Regions from separate parts of the Drosophila melanogaster genome. Here region 1 is linked to region 2. Evidence: chromatin contacts called from public Hi-C data. All regions are on one chromosome and are shown on one strand. The core of a region is the stretch at or near the end of the contact, and the rest is flanking DNA. Distances in the headings are between cores, read along the strand shown.

Region 1 (4,246 bases), core at 1,729-4,228, 6.2 Mb before region 2:
GCATCGCCTGGGCGCTCGACTCACCGATCAGAAGCAGAAAATGCGCGAGGAGGCCGCAGCGACGGCCTCGTCCGTCGGAGGAGCCGGTTGTGCGGCAGGAACAGCGGCTGGAAGCTTAAATGGTCATCGGACCATCGGATCCTCCGGCACACCGAATTCGGCGGTCGGTGAACGGAGGAGGCGAGCAGCTCCATCGCCGCCAGTTCGCACGCATTTCAATACGCGCTGCTAGCTAGACGAAGTAGCCATACTCTCTATTAACGATTGTCAAGTGTTGTGCGCAGTTTGTTGTGGTTCCACTCAGGAAGCTGTTGTAAGCAGCTTAATGTTCTACAAACAAACTGTCGTAATTAGCGTAAATCTTTGAAGGATATAACTGTTGTAACTTCTATAACCAACCATTCGCCATTTGTATCGTACGGAATTAAATTTCCACGACATGTAGAGGCACTTTTTTTTTTAAATACATAATGACTTTTAAAGTGTAATGTAACATTAAGAACCAGTGAACTGTGCCGCTGTTATAAACGCAACTGTTATACGCACATAACAAGATCAACATTCCGACGAAAGTGTTTATTTTTTTTTTGATTCCAACATTTGATTTTAAGTTTCAACTGAACGAAGGTTAAGTGCCTGATAGGAATGAAAAACCAATAAGTTGCAATATTTACACGGATTGTATAAACCAAGCGAATAATTATAGTATGTAAGATTACAGGGTAACAACTGTCTCGACTAACCTAAAAAAAAAAACTGAACTAGAAGCAAAGCTAAGCAAATACTTGTTTAACCCACTATTGTCTGACATAAAGTTATATTGCGAAAGAGATAGCGAAAGACGGATAAAGAGAGAAGGAAGAAACTTGTGCCATGATGTTGATGCGAAAAACGAACGAATCTGAAGAATCCTCGAGAGAGGGAGATCCCACCCGCAAAAAAAAGACAAAAGGAACGAAAAGAACTTTAACTAGAAAAATTGTGGTTTAAATATTTTTTGATAAACAGCGTATATAAATGTATTTGTATATCTATTCCATAATTATATAGATAAACGTATTCCATGTTAGTGCTTAAATCTAATTTATTATTTATCGATTCTCGACCCATTCACCCCGTCCCCTCATTCCAAGAACAATAATTAACAATGCTAAGAAACAAACTTTTTTGTATTGACGAGAATAAGTCTAACTCCTATAACTAAATATATAAGAATGTTTTTGCTCAAAGGCAATTTTAGTTGTAATTGATACGAACAGACATACAAACACACACACACGCTAACTGTTATACAAATGAAACGCACACGCTCAAGCCTAATACTGTTATACTGTGTACTTTATATAGCCATTATATACCTAAACCTATATACATATAGGATCGAAACGCTTGCAATTAACTGCTTACATAAGACATTTGAGTCGGGCCCTTGTTATACGGACGTATGCCAGTAGAACAGTGGCCGCGCCGAACCGATCTAGCATTTAACTATCTATATACAACAAATATGTGCGATATTTTTTATATGCAGCTAATTTAATGTGTTGTATTTTGACCCCACACCACCTTGTAACTACGTTTATACGCCTGCTTTTCGAAAATTGAGTAACGCTTATAGAATTTTCGATTCAATTCTTTATGCCTTTTAACAGTTGAACATATATAATCAGTATAGCAACATTTTCTACCCACTTGTAAATAAGTTTATAACTAATGCAGTTTTTGTTGCCTACTTATTCGGGAGTCGAAAGGTCTGTAATTACAAATAAAGCTTGTGTATAAACGTAGTTCGTAGATTCTCTTTTGATTTTAATCTTAAAACATTTTTTGTTAATAAAAGAGGAAATTAAAAAAAAACTTTTAAACTTTCTAGTGTCTTTATTGTGGAATTTTAATTTTGTGGCAATTTAAAGAATATTTTTATATCTTTAATTGAGCCAAACATTTCATAAATAAAATCTCAAATGAAATGTTAAGAAGCGAGTACAGTTGCGCGTGCACGGACATAAACTTATGGCCGGGACTGTATGGAAAGGTGGGGGTGTAAGGAAAGGACCCCGTTTACGAGGTCGTTGCTTGTTCGTGTGTTTCTGTATCTGGTGGCTCCTTTTTCCGCATTTCCTTTTAACAGGATGTACGCACAGATACGGAATTTGTCCCAGACCATGGTCGGGAAATCGATTCAGGCCAAACGCCAGGAATACGAACACCCAAGCATTTTCGCCTATACATATGTACATATATGCAACGATATGCATACACATACATGCTTGCAGTTTGTGGTCCTGCGCAGTGCTTTACGGATGTCCTTGTTTTTTTTTTTTTTTTTGCTAGGAATGAGGGCTTTTAATTTCATTAACAGTTACAGAGCTCTGTTAAGTCAGCTGTTCGCCGAGCGAAAGAGACGGAGCATACCAGATTCAAGGTCTACATAACTGTATCCTATGTACATACGTTCGGTATCTATACGAAAAACGGATGTGTATCCACGAACTTTACATGGTATACTTACAGGCGGACTTTGGGGGAAGGACTTCGTCACTAGATTCCGTTTCGTGAATATGACGTGCAGGCACGTACGCTGGCAGGGTCGTAGCCCCAAAGGGGGTTAAAAATAAAAATAAATATTATTTTTAATTACTTAAACAGCCAAAAGGGTTTATTTTTAATATTTGGGCGTAATATTAGGAGCAATATATTAAAAGCTATATATATTAATACGAAATAGTAGAATTACTATGCTCAAAATGATGCTAAATTTTAAAGAAAATTTAAAATTTCCTTAGCTTTATCATGGTTGAAGTCTTCGCTACAGTCTCAGCCACTTTGGCAACCCTGGTTGAAGTCCACTGAAAGGTTCGTGTCTCTGATATAAGCCAGTATTTCAGGTATTTTCTTGGTATTTCCCATTGCGGCAGCGAAGATTTTTTAGTACATTTCGCTTGGCCCCTGGGGTATATTCTCACATACCAGCCAAGGCCACACTCTATCAGCAAGCTGTGTGGCGTCCGGTCGCTTTTTCAGTCATTCGTTGCGTCGCTGCGATCTCATCGTTCGTTTTGTTCCTACACGTTTTTGGCGTCGTCGTACATTTACGTGTCCCGCTTACTCGCGCGCACCCTCTCTCTTTCACTCTGCGGCGCGCGTGCCTAAGTGTGGTGTGTGGTGTGTGTGCCTGTGTGCGTGCGTGTTGGCGAGCAGCGCGGCGCAGCACAATAGAAAAGAAGAAGAAGAAGAAGCTGAAGCTGAAGGAAAAAACATAAGTGAATTTTTTTCGGGTGGAAGCGCGGTGAAATATGCGTGCGTGCGCGCGTGTATATGTGCGTGTGTGCGAAAATCAATACGAAAACATGAATAACAAATGCTAAATAAGAAAAATAGCTACAACGCACAACCGAAAAGAAGCTGAAACAAGAAAAAAGAAAGCGAAAAAAAAGGAGAAAATAATAAATAATAGGAATTGGGAATCCAGCAGGAAGGAACAGTTAGCCATTCCAGTGAGCTAAAACAGCACAAACCCATTTCCAGATCCAGCCCATCCAGGGCTTCCAATTGACAGTTGCCAATTGACAGTTGACAGTTGCTAGTTGCCAGTTGACAGTTTCCAGAAACGCAGCAGGATGTCGCTGCAAACGAAAAGGCAGCACTGCTATCTGTGCGATTTACCCCGCATGCCCTGGGCGATGATCAATGACTTCTCGGAGGCGGTGTGCCGCGGTTGCGTCAACTATGAGGGCGCCGATCGCATCGAGGCGGTGCTGGACGCCGCCCGCCAAATGAAGCGTCTCCATCCCGCCAGCAAACAGCAGCGTTCCCATGAGAACGGCGAAGTGTCCGCCGCTGCAGCGGCCGCCGTCGTCCTACAGCAGCAACAACAGTTACAAGTCGGTCCAGTTCCGGGACAAGGACCGGGTTCCCATCGCGGCGGAGGTGGCGGCGGTCCACCGGGTGCTCCGCCCGGAAGTGGTGGTCCAGGTCCGTCGGGCGCCGGTTCGCTCAGTTCGCTGGGCAATGCCGTTGCTGCTGCCGCCGCCGCTGCTGCAGTGCATCATCACCATCAGATGCCCTATCAAATGCCAGTGCCACGCATCGGTCCGCCACTGGACTATCCCGTTAAGCTGGAGGATGCCCCCGGTGGCGGCGTACGACCCGTACGCATTTCACACATGACGCCCCACCACCTGCCGCCAAATGCGACCCGCGGCGGTGGCGGTGCACCCGGCGGCGGCGTACCCACCGCCGGCAG
Region 2 (4,472 bases), core at 152-2,651:
GTTGATCTTCTTTTTGGCGCGCACAAAGATCTGGAGCGGTGATTTGTCGTTGGATTGATAGAGCCGCGATTCCGGTAGCAGATTGGCGGCCATTGTGGAGCCGGATTGTTGCAGCGATGAGTTGAACCGGGATAGCGGGGAACCGGGTCCGGATTTGTCCACCGTGTCCGTGGAGGAGGCGTGACGGTCGTCGTCGGCGGGGCCCGTTTGCCCGGTCACCATCGAGATGGTGCGGTTCAAGTAGGCCGCCATTTCGGGATCCGGTTTATGGTTGATTCGGTTTAGCAGATGGTTTTTTGGTAGAAGAAGAGAATTGCGATACAAAACAAAAGGTATGCAGCCCAGGGGATTTGGTTGTTCAGACTTCCAACTTCTGCAACTTCGCCGCCAACCCGAAACTCAAAACTTAACTATCTCTGTTTATTGTGTGTTATATTGCTTTTGGGGGTATTTGCTCAAAAATCAACGTCATAAAACTGAAACGAAATTAAATGAAAAATTATGACACGAAAGAAAAAACAAAACGATTGAATACAGTGCGCACCAGATAAGCTCAACTTGAGTGGTTTAAGTGTTAAACAAAATGTGCGCTACAAAATCAAGCATGTGTTTGCTAAGTATATCTTAGAGAGAACATAAACTATTGATTTGTTGTTCGCTATGTCGAGAGTGCACTGTATTTGGCGAAAAGGAAAATACCGCAACGCAAATTGCACGCACACACACACACGTGGTCCAATTGCGCTGCAAACAAATATAGGCGAAAAAAGTATAATAATCTAATGTTTTTGGTTTTTCTTTTTTCTGACAATTTACATCTGTGTGCGTAAATCGAGTTGATAAAGTTTAATCTGCCCTCTCGCTCTATCAACTAACCTGATTAATGCCACTCTCGCTCATATTTGTATTTGTTTTATTTTATATTTGTATTTATTTTCCTCTCCGGTTGTTCGATTCTTTTAATTGCTGCCCCTCAGCTGATGCGTTTTCAAATGGCAAATTGTGGAAAGCGTGGTTCGAACTTCCAATAACCGTACATTGCCGACTAGAATCCAGTTGCAGAGAAGCAATTTCACGAAATTTAGTTAATATTATTAATTTTTTTTAAATGCACATGATGTAACGTTAAGGTGACCAACTCATGTTGTTCGCTGACATCCGGCGTTAGTGCATTTTTATGCCTTCCCATGTCTAGTATATTTTTATGCCAGTCGAAAGCTTAATATGGTATTTTTTCAATTCGCTGCCATATTTAATTGAAATTAATTTTTTTCAATTACTACCACCTAGCTTATTTTTATTTTTATTGTCTAATTTAAATTTTGTCTAATTTAAAAATAGAATTTACCCTGACAATGATTTTCACTGATTGGAAATGGTCACACTAGCCAGTTTCCAGTTAGCCAGAATGTAACGGCGCCTTTCCCGCTCCAATTGGAATCCGCGTGTAATTTTGTGTCTCGTGTTAATTGTATTATTTCCCCCGCTTTTCGGATTTCCGCATAAAAAGCGATGAGTCTACAGGACGAGAGTTTTCCGACGGACGAGCTGTTTGACCAGCTGAACAATTTGAGTAGCAGTGGCGCCAGGAATACCTGGTTCGCGGAGCACCATAAGCCCGCAGTCTTCGAGCGGGATACAGCGCCATTTTTGGAGATCTGCTACGCGGATCCAGACTTTGATGCGGATGGGGATGTGGCCAACAAGAGCGCCAAGACATGCGTAAGCGATCCCGTGGGTCGTGATCAGGAGGATGAGGACGACTATGATGAGGATGTCGATGGTAAGAAGTGTTCGCTCTCTCTCTACACTTGCTTAACTACAATGGGAGAAATATTCCCATCAAACATATCTCATATATGTATAATTTTGGTACTTCCATGTCTCGATGTATAATGGGTACTTCATTCAATGGGCACAGTCAATTAGCTAGTGCTAACATGTATCCTTTCTTATTCAACCAGGCGATGATCATAAACTGGGTTGCGAGAAGGCTCCATTGGGCAGCGGGCGCTCCAGCAAGGCGGTCTCTTACCAGGACATCCATTCGGCCTACACGAAGCGCCGCTTCCAGCACGTGACCAGCAAGGTGGGCCAGTACATAGCGGAGATCCAGGCGCAGGACCAAAAGAGACGCAATGTGAAGTTCGCCGGATTCCAGCGAGTGAACTCTATGCCGGAGAGTCTAACGCCCACATTGCAGCAGGTGTATGTCCATGATGGTGACTTCAAGGTGGACAAAAACTGCCAGACTCACTCCAACTCCGATTCGAATTACAATTCCAATTCAAACAACTCTAGCAGCAGCTTTGATCGATTGCTGGCCGAGAACGAGAGCCTGCAGCAAAAGATCAACTCATTGAGAGTAGAAGCGAAGCGTCTGCAGGGCTTCAACGAGTATGTCCAGGAACGACTGGACAGAAAGACAGATGATTTTGTGAAGATGAAGTGCAATTTCGAGACCCTGCGCACCGAGCTAAGCGAATGCCAGCAGAAGCTTAGGCGCCAGCAGGACAACTCACAGCACCACTTCATGTACCACATTCGATCGGCGACCAGTGCCAAGGCCACTCAAACGGATTTCCTGGTGGACACCATACCCGCCTCCGGAAACGTCCTGGTCACACCCCATCCCCTGGGCGACCTGACCTACAACAGCAGCAAAGGATCCATCGAGTTGGCACTGCTCAGTGTGGCGCCTTCTGCCCGAGTGGCCCAGAATCCCGTCCAGGTCCAACGCGCGATTCATCCACAATCTTTGGACTTTAGCAGCGTTAGCACCGAAGCTGATGGCAGCGGTAGTGGTAAGCAATCGCAATGCTATTTTATTAGATCTGTAGATTATTTCGAATAAGATTGACTAACATGGATTTTTGTTGGTTTCTATTCAAGGCGAACATCGTGTGGAAACCTCATCCAGGGCCTTGGTCAGAAGAACCCCGGCGCCCAACAACTCGGAAACCAGCCAGCCGAGCAGCAACGACTCGGCCATCGAGGTGGAGGCGCACGAGGAGGAGCGACCCAGCTCCAGGCGGCAGTGGGAACAACAGGGGGAGCTCATCTCGCCCAGGCAATGGGGCCAGCATGAGGGCATGTACTACTTTGACAAGCGCAACAACCGAGTCATCGAGGTGATGGGCTTCAATATCAGTCAGGGGCGCAATCAGAGCCATGACACCATTCATAATCAGAGCATCAACGATAGTCAGACGCGTCTGCTGGTCCACTCGATGTCGATGTCGCATTTGGAGGCGCATGACCACTTTAGGAGTAAAAGGACGACACTGGGCAGTCGGATGCTACGATTCCTGGGGCCCTGCGTTCGCTGCCGTAATGGTGATCCATTGAACCGCAGCAATGTCACATACAAGGATGGTTTGCCTGCGATGCCCGAGGAGGAGTTCGTTGACCAAAGGAACCAGCGCTAGTCCAGCCTTCCACCATCCACTTTTATTTATTTATTGTATGTATTATCATATCCTGTTATTTTATGTCGCGTTATGTCGATTCAATTAGTCCAAATTTTTAATGCCATAGCATTCAGTTAACCAATATGTGCATGTATAACCAAATTTGAAATTCGTTAGTAACTTTCCTCCAAAGGAAAATAATCTTTTTGGCGAATTGTGTAGTGAAACGTATTATTTATTTCTATCCAAGCAAATTTGTACTTGTTTTAATAAAAAAATTTTGCACACTTGCATTTATATCCGATTTGTTCGGGTTGATATATCATGTATTGAAATCATGTGAATCCCATGCAGATTCAGTTACATTGACAGTGGCTGCTTTGCGACTTCGGCCACACTGGCAGTTTCAATTACGCAGAGCTTCAGCATTCGTCACCAATGTTTCGCACCATTTCGCATTTTTGGAGATCTGCTACGCGGATCCGGACTTTGATGCGGATGTGGCCAACAAGAGCGCCAAGACATGCGTAAGCGATCCCGTGGGTCGCGATCAGGAGGATGAGGACGACTATGATGGGGATGTCGATGGTAAGAAGCTTTTCCCCCTCCCCATCCCACTCTCTTAACTTGCTTAACTAAACTAGGAGAAATATTCCCATCAAACATATTTCATATACAGGGAACTTTTTCTGTGCACGTTACCTTTTGTTATAACTTCATACGCTTTCATTTCAAAATTTGTTTCTTACCATTCATACATATATAATTTTGATACTTCCATATCTCGCTGTAAAATGGGTACTTCAGACAATGTGCACAGCCAATTGGCCAGTGCTAACATGTATCCTTTCTTCTTCAACCAGGTGATGATCATAAACTAGGTGGCGTGGAGGCTCCATCGGGCAGCGGGCGGTCTAGAAAGGCGGTCAACTACCTGGACATCCACTCGGCCTACACGAAGCGCCGCTTCCAGCACGTGACCAGCAAGGTGGGCCAGTACATAGCGGAGATCAAGGCGCAGGACCAAAAGAGCGACATGCCGAAGAGTCTAACGCCCACATT

The links. Hi-C and Micro-C count contacts between places; a contact is called where the count stands out from the background.
Region 1: a Hi-C map of the Kc167 cell line shows a contact between it and region 2, with 2.4 times the contacts expected there. The contact joins the promoter of Pits here to the promoter of swa in region 2. A contact is called at or near these places in 2 of 107 Hi-C or Micro-C datasets (the Kc167 cell line and embryo).

The regions. Positions count from the first base shown.
Region 1 is chrX:12,581,925-12,586,170 of dm6, reverse strand. Pits (Protein interacting with Ttk69 and Sin3A) reads left to right here and starts at 2,978. Exons shown (of 3, transcript NM_001272557.1): 1 at 2,978-4,246. The coding sequence starts at 3,621. LIMK1 (LIM domain kinase 1) reads left to right here. Exons shown (of 6, transcript NM_078584.3): 6 at 1-1,786. The coding sequence ends at 232.
Region 2 is chrX:6,362,637-6,367,108 of dm6, reverse strand. swa (swallow) reads left to right here and starts at 1,401. Exons shown (of 3, transcript NM_078505.4): 1 at 1,401-1,783; 2 at 1,965-2,804; 3 at 2,893-3,691. The coding sequence starts at 1,513. The coding sequence ends at 3,428. It overlaps Marf (Mitochondrial assembly regulatory factor), which reads right to left and starts at 1,160. Exons shown (of 8, transcript NM_206635.3): 1 at 1,038-1,160; 2 at 1-476. The coding sequence starts at 252. It also overlaps the pseudogene swaPsi.